Regions from separate parts of the Capra hircus genome. Here region 2 is linked to region 1. The links are chromatin contacts, called in public Hi-C maps. All regions are on one chromosome and are shown on one strand. The core of a region is the stretch at or near the end of the contact, and the rest is flanking DNA. Distances in the headings are between cores, read along the strand shown. Region 1 holds the start of SMPDL3B (acid sphingomyelinase-like phosphodiesterase 3b). Region 2 overlaps EYA3 (eyes absent homolog 3).

What was found. A called contact is a pair of places that touch in the nucleus more often than the background predicts.
Region 2: a contact with region 1 is called in a Hi-C map of liver, with 2.3 times the contacts expected there. The contact joins the enhancer-like site here to the promoter of SMPDL3B in region 1. A contact is called at or near these places in 2 of 5 Hi-C or Micro-C datasets (blood and liver).

What each region holds. Positions count from the first base shown.
Region 1 is chr2:10,535,112-10,539,946 of ARS1.2, forward strand. It overlaps SMPDL3B (acid sphingomyelinase-like phosphodiesterase 3b), which reads left to right and starts at 2,310. Exons shown (of 8, transcript XM_018056857.1): 1 at 2,310-2,841. The coding sequence starts at 2,781.
Region 2 is chr2:10,579,582-10,584,416 of ARS1.2, forward strand. It overlaps EYA3 (eyes absent homolog 3), which reads right to left. Exons shown (of 18, transcript XM_005676781.3): 18 at 1-3,521. The coding sequence ends at 3,441. Among named protein-coding and RNA genes, the nearest start is that of XKR8, 13 kb to the left of the region's middle. Within about 2 kb of position 2,015, at least 5 of the 5 cell types and tissues checked have an H3K27ac peak or open chromatin away from gene starts, as enhancers often do.

The DNA.
Region 1 (4,835 bases), core at 1,060-3,559:
GACAGAGGAGCCCGGTGTGGCACAGTCCACGGGGTCTCAGAGTCAGGCGTGCATGTGTGCTAAGTCGCTTCCGTTGTCTCTCACTCTGTGACCCTTTGGGCTGCAGCACACCAGGTCCTCTGTCTATGGGATTAGCCCAGCAAGAATACTGCAGTGGGTTGCAGTGCCCTCTTCCAGGGGATCTTCCCAGCTCAGGGATCAAACCCACATCTGTTACATCTCCTGCATTGGCAGGCGAGTTCTTTACCACTAGAGCCACCTGGGAAGCCCAAAGAGTCAGACTGACTGGACAACTGAGCACGCAGACATGCCTGCACATTAAGATTAGGCTGGTGGGACAGCCGTACAACTATGCGCCTTTGCTCTGCAATGCAACAGATAGGACACAAGACCACATGAGATGTCATCTTGCCAAAGAATTCGAAGCTAAATGTCATCAAAACTTTAGATCTAACTACCAGTTTGTAGGCAATATGGAGAACAGAAGAACAGCTTAAATGACACCGCCAAGAGGCAATCAGGCAAACACTCCAGAATGTGGGAAATTTCACAAGACAGATGACCTAGTCTCCTAACAAGGAAAAAGAGAAAAGCGGGGAGGGGGAAAAGTCTAAAATTGAGAGAGACTTAAAGAGACAGATCAACTGCATGCAACATGTGGGCCTGATTTGGATCTTGATTTGAGCAAATCAATTGTATTTGGTTAGCCAAAAAGTTTGTTCCAGTTTTTCCATAAGTTAAAAAAATTTTAATTAAATTAAGAAAAAATTCTATGAGAAAATCAGGAAAGTTTAAACACTGACCAAGCATCTCCCTGGTTGGTACAGTTACTAGGATTTGCTACTGAGATAGGCTGGGACCTGGGACCCTCTACTGGAGTGCTTGCACTTTCACCTGGGTAAATGCCTCCTTGAGTAACAGAATACAAAGAAACTATAAGCGACTAAAAATAACTGCAAGTATGAGCAGTTGGGCCAATTATGAAAAATAAGATACAAAAAGGCCACAAACTTCTGAGGTGCTGGGAGCAAAAGATGGGTACTGTGTACAACCCCACCAAGGGGTGGGGAGACCGTCTAAGCTACCCCTCCAGTCCAACCATCTGCTCCTATCCTCATCCCACTTAAAGAACCAGTCCACCCTCCTGGTGAGCCAGGGCGCCGGTGTCTTGTTTTCATTCTGTCGTGATGCAGCACAAGTCCCAGTAAAGCCTTGTTTAATCTTTCGTCTGGTCCCCTATCAATTTCTATTAAATTAAAAGACACCTGCTCCTTGGAGGAAAAGCTATGACAGACCTAGACAGCGTGTTAAAAAGCAGAGACATCACTTTACCGACAAAGGTCCATGTAGTCAAAGCTATAGTATTCCCAGTAGTCATGTACGGATGTGAGAGTTGAACCATAAAGAAGGCTGAGTGCCGAAGAATTGATTCTTTCAAATTGTGGTGCTGAAGAAGACTCTCGAGAGTCCCTTGGACGGCAAGATCCAACCAGTCCATCCTAAAGGAAATCAACCCTGAATATTCATTGGGAGGACTGCTGGTAAAGCTGAGCAAACTCAGAGAGATAGTGAGGGACAGGGAAGCCTGGCATGCTTTTACTCCACGGAGTCACAGAGTCAGACATGGCTTAGTGACTGAACAACAAACAGCAAGGAAGGAAGGCGGGAGCGGGGATCAGGAAGGAGCGAGCGGGGATCAGGATGGAGCGAGCGGGAATCAGGAAGGAGGGGACACATGTATACCTATGGCCGATTCATACTAATGAGCGGCAAAACCCATCACCATGTTGTAAAACAATTACCCTCGGATTAAAATAAATTAATTTAAAAAAAGAAAAATGAGTCCAAGGAGGAGGGTCAGGAACACTATTAATTGTTTTTAGATCCTCTATGCTGTTCTTAAAAAATTCTAAAAAAAAAAAGTTCTTATCTTTTAGAGATGTATACTACATCGTTTATGGGCAAAATGATATGATCTCTGGAATTTAAAAATAATCCTTTGGGGTTGGGGTGGGGGTAAAGATGAAGTAAGATTGGCTGTGGGTTCATAATTGCTCTTGTGGGAGGATGGATACGGGGGCTCCTTACATGGTTCTCTCTACTTCTGTTTATGTTGGCAAATTTTCACAATCGAAGAGATGAAGCCATGTCACCTCCTCCCAGAGGCCCTCTCAGTTTCCTCAGAGGGTGAGCTCCCTCCTCTGGGCTTGTCAAGCCACCTGTCACGCAGAACTGCAGTCCAGTGGCCTGCTTCTTCCTCTAGAGGGCAGAGTGGTGGCCTTGGGTCGCTCTTATCTCCCCAGGACAGGGTTTCCGCGTGAATGAACAGATGACTCTTGGTCTGGGTTCATTTGTGGTCAAGCAGCTCAGTCTCCAACAAGCACTCAAGTTCCTTTGATGGCAAAGGCCGGACAGTTTCTACAGTCTGTTCTCCTGGGGTGGGGCAGCATGAAAACTCCGAAAGTGGATATTTGCTGGTTGGTGACTGCAGCTGAGTGAGTTTCCAGTTGCTGACTGGACTGACCGACACGCTCTGAGGAACTGGCAGGACTGGTGCTGCTTCTTGCGTGAGAGTCCAAAGGCCTGGCAAGTGCAGCTCCTGGGGCAACCCTGCTCACACCCCCCTGGGCAAAGGAAGAAAAGCCAGAGGAGCCAGAAGCCCTGAGTGTCTGGAAACAGCTGGTGACTGGACGGGAAGTTCTGCTCTGACACGCGGCCATCAACACCTAGCTAGGAAGTCTGTGGCTGGAACAAAAGCTCCCATCAGACAAAACCCCAGGATGAGGCTGCCTGAGGTGCTGATTTTCCTGGCCTCCTGGGGAGTCGCCAGAGCTGCACCAGGTAGGTAAGCTGAAAATGTTGCTAAGAATAGCAAGACAGGGAGCTCAGCTGGGGAGGCTGGGGGAGAGAGTTAGTGGGTGGAGGGTGTGCTGTTTGAGCCTAAGATTGTTAGGTGGAGGTGATGGCTGGCCACGGAAGGAACATGGACATCGTTCAGGGCTGTCGGTGTTTAAGAGCCAGCCAGCTGGTAGAGGTAGAAGGTAGCAGGCACATTCGTGAATTCATTCAACAAATATTGGTTGAGTAGCTCTCAAATCTAGTATTTTATTGGAACTCTGTGGAGGCATTTTACTAACCTCATTCCTTTTTGGATCTGGAACACATTCTAGAATTTCCTAACGGAGTTCACTGTTGTTTAGAAATCTGCAACTGGAGAAGGGAATGGCAACCCATTCCAATATTCTTGCCTGGAGAATCCCATGGACAGAGGAGCTTGGTGGCTATAGACCATGGGGTCGCAGAGTCAGACACGACTTTGAGAATAAACCACAACCCCAGGGACCTGCAAGGGTTTCTTTTCTGCAAATGCCACCAGCAGATTTTCATTTTGTCAACAGTGTGCATGCACACACTACATGGATCCGCATCATTTATGGTATAAATTGTATCCTTGCTAGATTTCTCCCATCTCTCACTTAAAAGGACATTAGATTAGCAAATGATACAAAAGCTTTGTTGTTTTGTTTAAGACAAAGGCGAGCTTTCCTAAGCTTGAACTTATAGTTCTTCAAAACAAAAACAAGACACAAGAGCTAAAATGTCCTGGACAAGAAGAAATTATTTTGAACCGAAAAATGAATCATGCAGTATTCTTGGAACCAGGGATGTGGCAGAAAAGAAACAAAATTCCAGTGCTGGTGAAGCCTCCCTTCACCTCAGGAGAAACAGACTAAAAGACACATGGACAAAGAAATACATATTCCAGGAAATAACAAGGGTAAGGAGAATAACAAAGCAGAATAAAGGAGTAGGGAGGATGGGGGAGAAAGATTACTTAAGGGGTAGCGGAGAAGAACTGTCAAAAAAAGTGACATTTGACTAGAGACCTAAGGCAGCATGGGCGAGAGCTATGTGGATGTCCAGAAGAACATTCCAGCAGCAGAGGACAAAAAGTTCACAGGCCCTGAGCTGGATGCACAGGACATATGTGTGAGCAAAAGCACGAGGCCAGCGTGGCTGGAGCTCAGAGAATGGGGGGATGGCGGGGTAGAGGGATATGGATGTTGGGAGATGATAGGGGTGGGGCCAGGGGCTGGTGCCAGCTCATGTGTACACTTGTAGACAATTTTAAGAACACCAAGTGAGGGAATTCATGGGCTGTTTGGTGGTTAGAACTCCATGCTTTCACTGCCAGGGTTCAATCCCTGGTCAGGGAACTAGGATCCCACAAGCTGGGAGGTGCAGCCAAAAAAAAAAAAAAAAAAGTATATAAAAACATGCAAAAAAAGGAAAATAGTCAAGAAGAGCTAACATTTATTTTCTGAGTACTTACTATATACTGTGCTTATGCTTTGTGCTTGACATATATTGTCCTTTTAAAACCCATTTGAAAAATGAAGTGAAAACACCTCCTCTGATTTTTATAGTCCTTGTAGTGGTGGTTTAGTTGCTAAGTTGTGTCCAACTCTTGTAACCCCACGGACTGTAGCCTGCCAGGCTCCTGTGTCCATGGCATTCTCCAGGTAAGAATACTGGAGTGGGTTCCCATTTCCTTCTCCAGGGGATCTTCCTGACCCAGGGATCAAACCCGGGTCTCCCGCACTGCAGGCAGATTGTTTACCATAGTCCTGTAAAGTAGGTACTATTACCGTTATATCCATTTTGTGGATGAGGAAAATGAGACCCAGAGGGGACACAAAACTCCACAGCTGGGAAGTGGCGAGACCAAGTTCGTACTCAGCTACCTTTCCACCATACACTTTGATGGGTCCTCTTGGGATTGTGGGTACTACTTCCTCCCCCCTCTTTCCTTCAAACTTTTCTGGACTGTATAC
Region 2 (4,835 bases), core at 765-3,264, 44 kb after region 1:
GTTTTGAGTAGAAGTCGTCCTTAATGGGATGGCTCCCATCAGTGCATTAGGAACTAGCCAAGTAACCTTGTGTGCTAGAGCTCTCTGACTCGGGAGAGGAAGGGACAGGGCCTGCTGATCAGAGGTGGGCCAGAATTAGATGTTGTCTCATGGTTATCTTAAGATATTTCAAAATCTAAGAATTTCAATTTGGCTTCTATAGCTTGAGTATTTGGGGAGTTTCAACTTTTGAATGAAAAGGGAAACTGATTTAGTGAGAAACAGAAGCTTGGCTTAAGAGGGGTCCTAATGCCCCCTTCTGCAGGAGCAAGGAGAGGAAGGCCGGAAGCTCACCACCCCATGGTTTCAGCCATCACTCCCCCAGGGAGAGGGAGTGTGCGGCTCCACCCCTTAACCCCTCTCCCCCTTGGTTCAGTGGCACTGACACCCATTCAAGGCAGTGAACATTGAGAAGCTCCATATGCTGCAGCTGGAGTTGGCCCATCAGATTCTGCCTGGATCTTTAACGCGAACAAGTTTGTGTAAACTGCGAACAAGCTGTGGCACAAAGTCTCCTGGGACTCTAGGTTTGCTCCCCCCAGTTGCAGAGCAGAAGACAGAAATAACCCAAACCAAATAAAAGCCCCACTAGGCATCTAGATCTGGAGCAGGCATCCACTCTCCCGGCCACCACCTGGTGCCCCAGGGGCACCGAACAGGGTGATGCTAAGGCACAGTCAGTTTTACATTCGAAAGGAAAACCACCTCTTAGACCCAGGACACGGCTGACAATTCCAGATCCCTTACTAGAGATGGCCCAGCACTCACCATGAAACGTGCAGACCCATCTTATAGAACCCACGGTGCCCAGCTGGGAAAGGGACTCATCGGGTGGGGACTCTTTCTAGTAGAGGGCTTCCCCCTAAATGAGAAGGACCCATAGTGTCCTTTAGACCTCAGCCTCCAAGAGCTTGCTGCGCTGCCCACTTGCTTTCCTCTCTGGATCTCTGTGCTGTGGAGGAAACCAGGTTTACTGAAGAGCACTGGGTTCCCTGGATGATTCATTTTGGCAGAGAGGAGCCAGGAAGCTCCCATTTTCTGTCTGCCCTCTGAACAACCAGAAAAGAGCAAAGACGGCACTGCCCAGGGAGCGTCCTCACCTCTCTTAGCCAGTTTCAAGTTCCTTTTGTAAAGACCTAAGCTGTGCAGTCAGAGCAGGAGGGAAAAGGCCATCGAAAAAGGAGTCCCAAGTCATACTCTAGGAACAAAGAGCTCCCAGCAGGCAAGCAGAGGAAAGTGTGAGTGTGTGTGCGTGTGTACTTGTGTGCATGATGCGCGGACTGCTCTGCAGTCTCACCAGCCTGAAGCACAGCACCAACCGGGTGGCCTATGTGCAGGGCAAGAAACCAACAGCTCTACTGGCAGGATGGGGTGGGCGTGGAGGGGCCTGGAAGTAAGGATCCGCCATGCGCCCTAGAGCACGCTAAGATCAATTATCAAGCAAGACAGAGCAGCAGCTGGGCAGCTATGCTGAACTCGGACCAAGCAGGTCTGCCTCAGACTATATATCCTCCCCCGTCCAAAGGAAACAGGCCTAAGAGGCAGCTTGGTGATGAGCACTGATTTGAGCTCCTCTCCAAACACCTCTTCCCTACGACTGAGTTACGAAGCACTTTCTCAATCCGTTCTGAAGGAATGTGTACACCAGCCTTTCTCTGGGTGATCTGGCATTAGAGGGAATCTGGCCCCTTTTGTGCTGGGAGCATCCCCAAGTGGATACGCTGAACCTCTGAGTGTAAGCAGTGATGGCTGTGGTTGGTCAAGGATGCCACCTGCTAAGGACCCAGACTGCACCTCTCTGAGGTACTTATAATCACCTCTCTCCATGCAGCCTGGGAGAGGCTAAACTTCCTGAGCTCTAAGGAAGTTTATGTGGCCTGAGCACGTGCCCAGGCTGCTCATGGAGGGTGGGGCATCCACAAATACAGCTGGACTGAAGGTTGTGACTCATGTCTGGGCACCCACCCAACTTCCCAGAGGTCAGGCTGGGAGATGTTCCTGCATTTGGCCCATGGTTGAGTTTTCAGGCATGGCATAGGCGATCTACAACCTCATTTAAATCAGGTGAGTTTTTCTGGCTTTCAAGTTTCCCATTTTAGAAAGGGACTTGAGAAGTGGGAAGCGGATCCTATTGGAAAACTGGGCTTATGATCACAGCCATTTGGTCTTCAGTTTCAGGCCGAGATCTGGGTACATGCCCAGGACACCACTCACAGGGCTTAAAGGATTCAGAGCATGAAGTCAAATCCCTTAGTAGTTTTGGCCAAAATGCGGTTATGGGCCTTTTCTCAGACTTGATTTGACTACTTGGGTCCAAAGCCTGGGGACTGGCCAGAGCTGTGTGTGGGGGTGGATATGAGGTGCAGAGGGTGGACTAGCCTGGCACTGATGACTAAGAAGGGGGAGGCCCGGTGGGGATGGCCTCTGCTGGGGAAGGGTGCTTCTCTGCAGGAGGAAAAGTTGGAATCTTCCTGTTTCAAGGGCCAAAGAAGTAGAAATTCCTAAGAAGCCTTAGGTCTTCTCTCCAGTTTGAGGGTAAGCCCTCGTTAGCTTTGACGAAGAGTCAAGCTGAAGGCTGAGAATTTACTAAGAAGAGTTTCTAGGGTTGTGCCATTTGGTCAAAAAGGGAGAGGGATTGGGAAGGGGACTAAGGCTTCTAGGATGGGAAACAGCAAAGTCTAAAATTAATCAGTGTCCCAGGCCCTACAGTTTAGCCAACCAGGAGGTGGAAGAGTGGGAAGGAGCCCAGCCTCGCGAGCAGACCACTGGAGCAGCTAAGGAGGTGCTACTGTCACAGAGAGGTATCTCAGACATTTCAGTTACGATTTTCCAAGGAAACTTTACACAACCCTTTCTTGCTAGAAAAAGAAAGGGGGAGGGGAATCTGCTTCAGAGAGACCAGACCCTTACCTATAAAAATAACATATACATTCACTGGGAGTATGTTCTACAGCTAAGGAGATTACAAAGACTGCAAGAGATGTTATTATAAACGTCTGCTGCGTTTATCCAATCACCACAAGTTAACAGCAGTTCTCAATCTGGTCATGGATGCAGAGTGCAACTCTGCCCCAAGGATTTCCTTTTCTTTTTCTTCATTTTTCTGAAACAAAATAAAACAAACAAACAAACAAAAAACCAGAAGAATTAAAAGCACTGTAGCTGCGGTGAGTCTATTGTTCTCTCAATCCAACTATCTCCCGCTCCTGTGCGAGGATGAACACGGGGCTGCAGCTCACGCATAGCAAAAATCAGCTTCATCTCTTGCAGCTGTTGGTTTTGATTGTGTTCTCGCCAGCATTCCATGGAGAAAGAGAGAGAGAATTCCCAGTTGGTTCCGGTCTCCGGCTCCCTTCAAGGAGTGAAAAGGAGCTCATGGGGAAGGCTCTTCATTCCAGTTTTTAGAGAAAATCAAGCTCCAAAGCCTGGTGGAGGGACACCAGGTCTCCGTGGTTTGTGATCCGCCAGAAGGGCATGTTGTGCTGGAAGGGGAGCAGGGGTAACTGGTTAACTCAACTTCTTCTGGGAGCTCATATTCATCCATACCCCTTCCTCCACAGACCTCTCCCCAAAGTACTTGGAACCCTCTCTACTGCTACCCACACTGTAAGATCATTATACTGATCAAATATGTATAAGGACTTTGTGCTTCCCCTGTGGCACAGTGGTCAGGAATCCACCTGCCAATGTAGGAGACGTGGGTTTGATCCCAGTGTTGGGAAGATACTCTGGAGTAAGAAATGGCAACCCACTCCAATATCCTTACTTGGAAAATTCCATGGACAGAGGAGTCTGGTGGGCTGCATGCAGTCCGTGGCTTGCAAAGAGTTGGACATGAGTGAGCGACTGCACATGCACGTAAGGACTTCGTATACACTTAACATACGTGAGCGATTTTAATTAGGTTTCAGCGGTAACTCTGTGCTTTGAGATATACTTGTTCTAGATACTATGTAGGATACTCAGATCAACTAAGATGACCCATGTAAGAAATCAGTATTAATATAATATTATTTTGTAATATTACATTTTCACATAGATCCTGGAATGTGAAGTCAAGTGGGCCTTAGGAAGGAAGCATCACTATGAACAAAGCTAGTGGAGATGATGGAATTCCAGTTGAGCTGTTTCAAATCCTAAAAGATGATGCTGTGAAAGTGCTGCACTCAATATGCCAGCAAATTTGGAAAACTCAGCAGTGGCCACAGGACTGGAAAAGGTCAGTTTTCATTCCAATCCCAAAGAAAGGCAATGCCAAAGAATGCTCAAACTACCACACAATTGCACTCATCTCACACGCTAGTAAATTAATGCTCAAAATTCTCCAAGCCAGGCTTCCGTAATATGTGAACCATGAACTTCCAGATGTTCAAGCTGGTTTTAGAAAAGGCAGAAGAACCAGAGATCAAATTGTCAACATCTGCTGGATCATTGAGAAAGCAAGAGAGTTCCAGAAAAAAACATCTATTTCTGCTTTATTGACTATGCCAAAGCCTCTGACTGTGTGGATCACAATAAACTGTGGAGAATTCTGAAAGAGATGGGAATCCCAGACCACCTGACCTGCCTGTTGAGAAACCTGTATGCATGTCAGGAAGCAACGGTTAGAACAGGACATGGAACAAATAGACTGGTTCCAAATAGGAAAAGGAGTACATCAAGGCTATATATTGTCACCCTGCTTATTTAACTTATATGTAGAGTATATCATGAGAAACACTGGGCTGGAAGAAGCACAAGCTGGAATCAAGATTGCTAGGAGAAATATCAATAACCTCAGATATGCAGATACCACC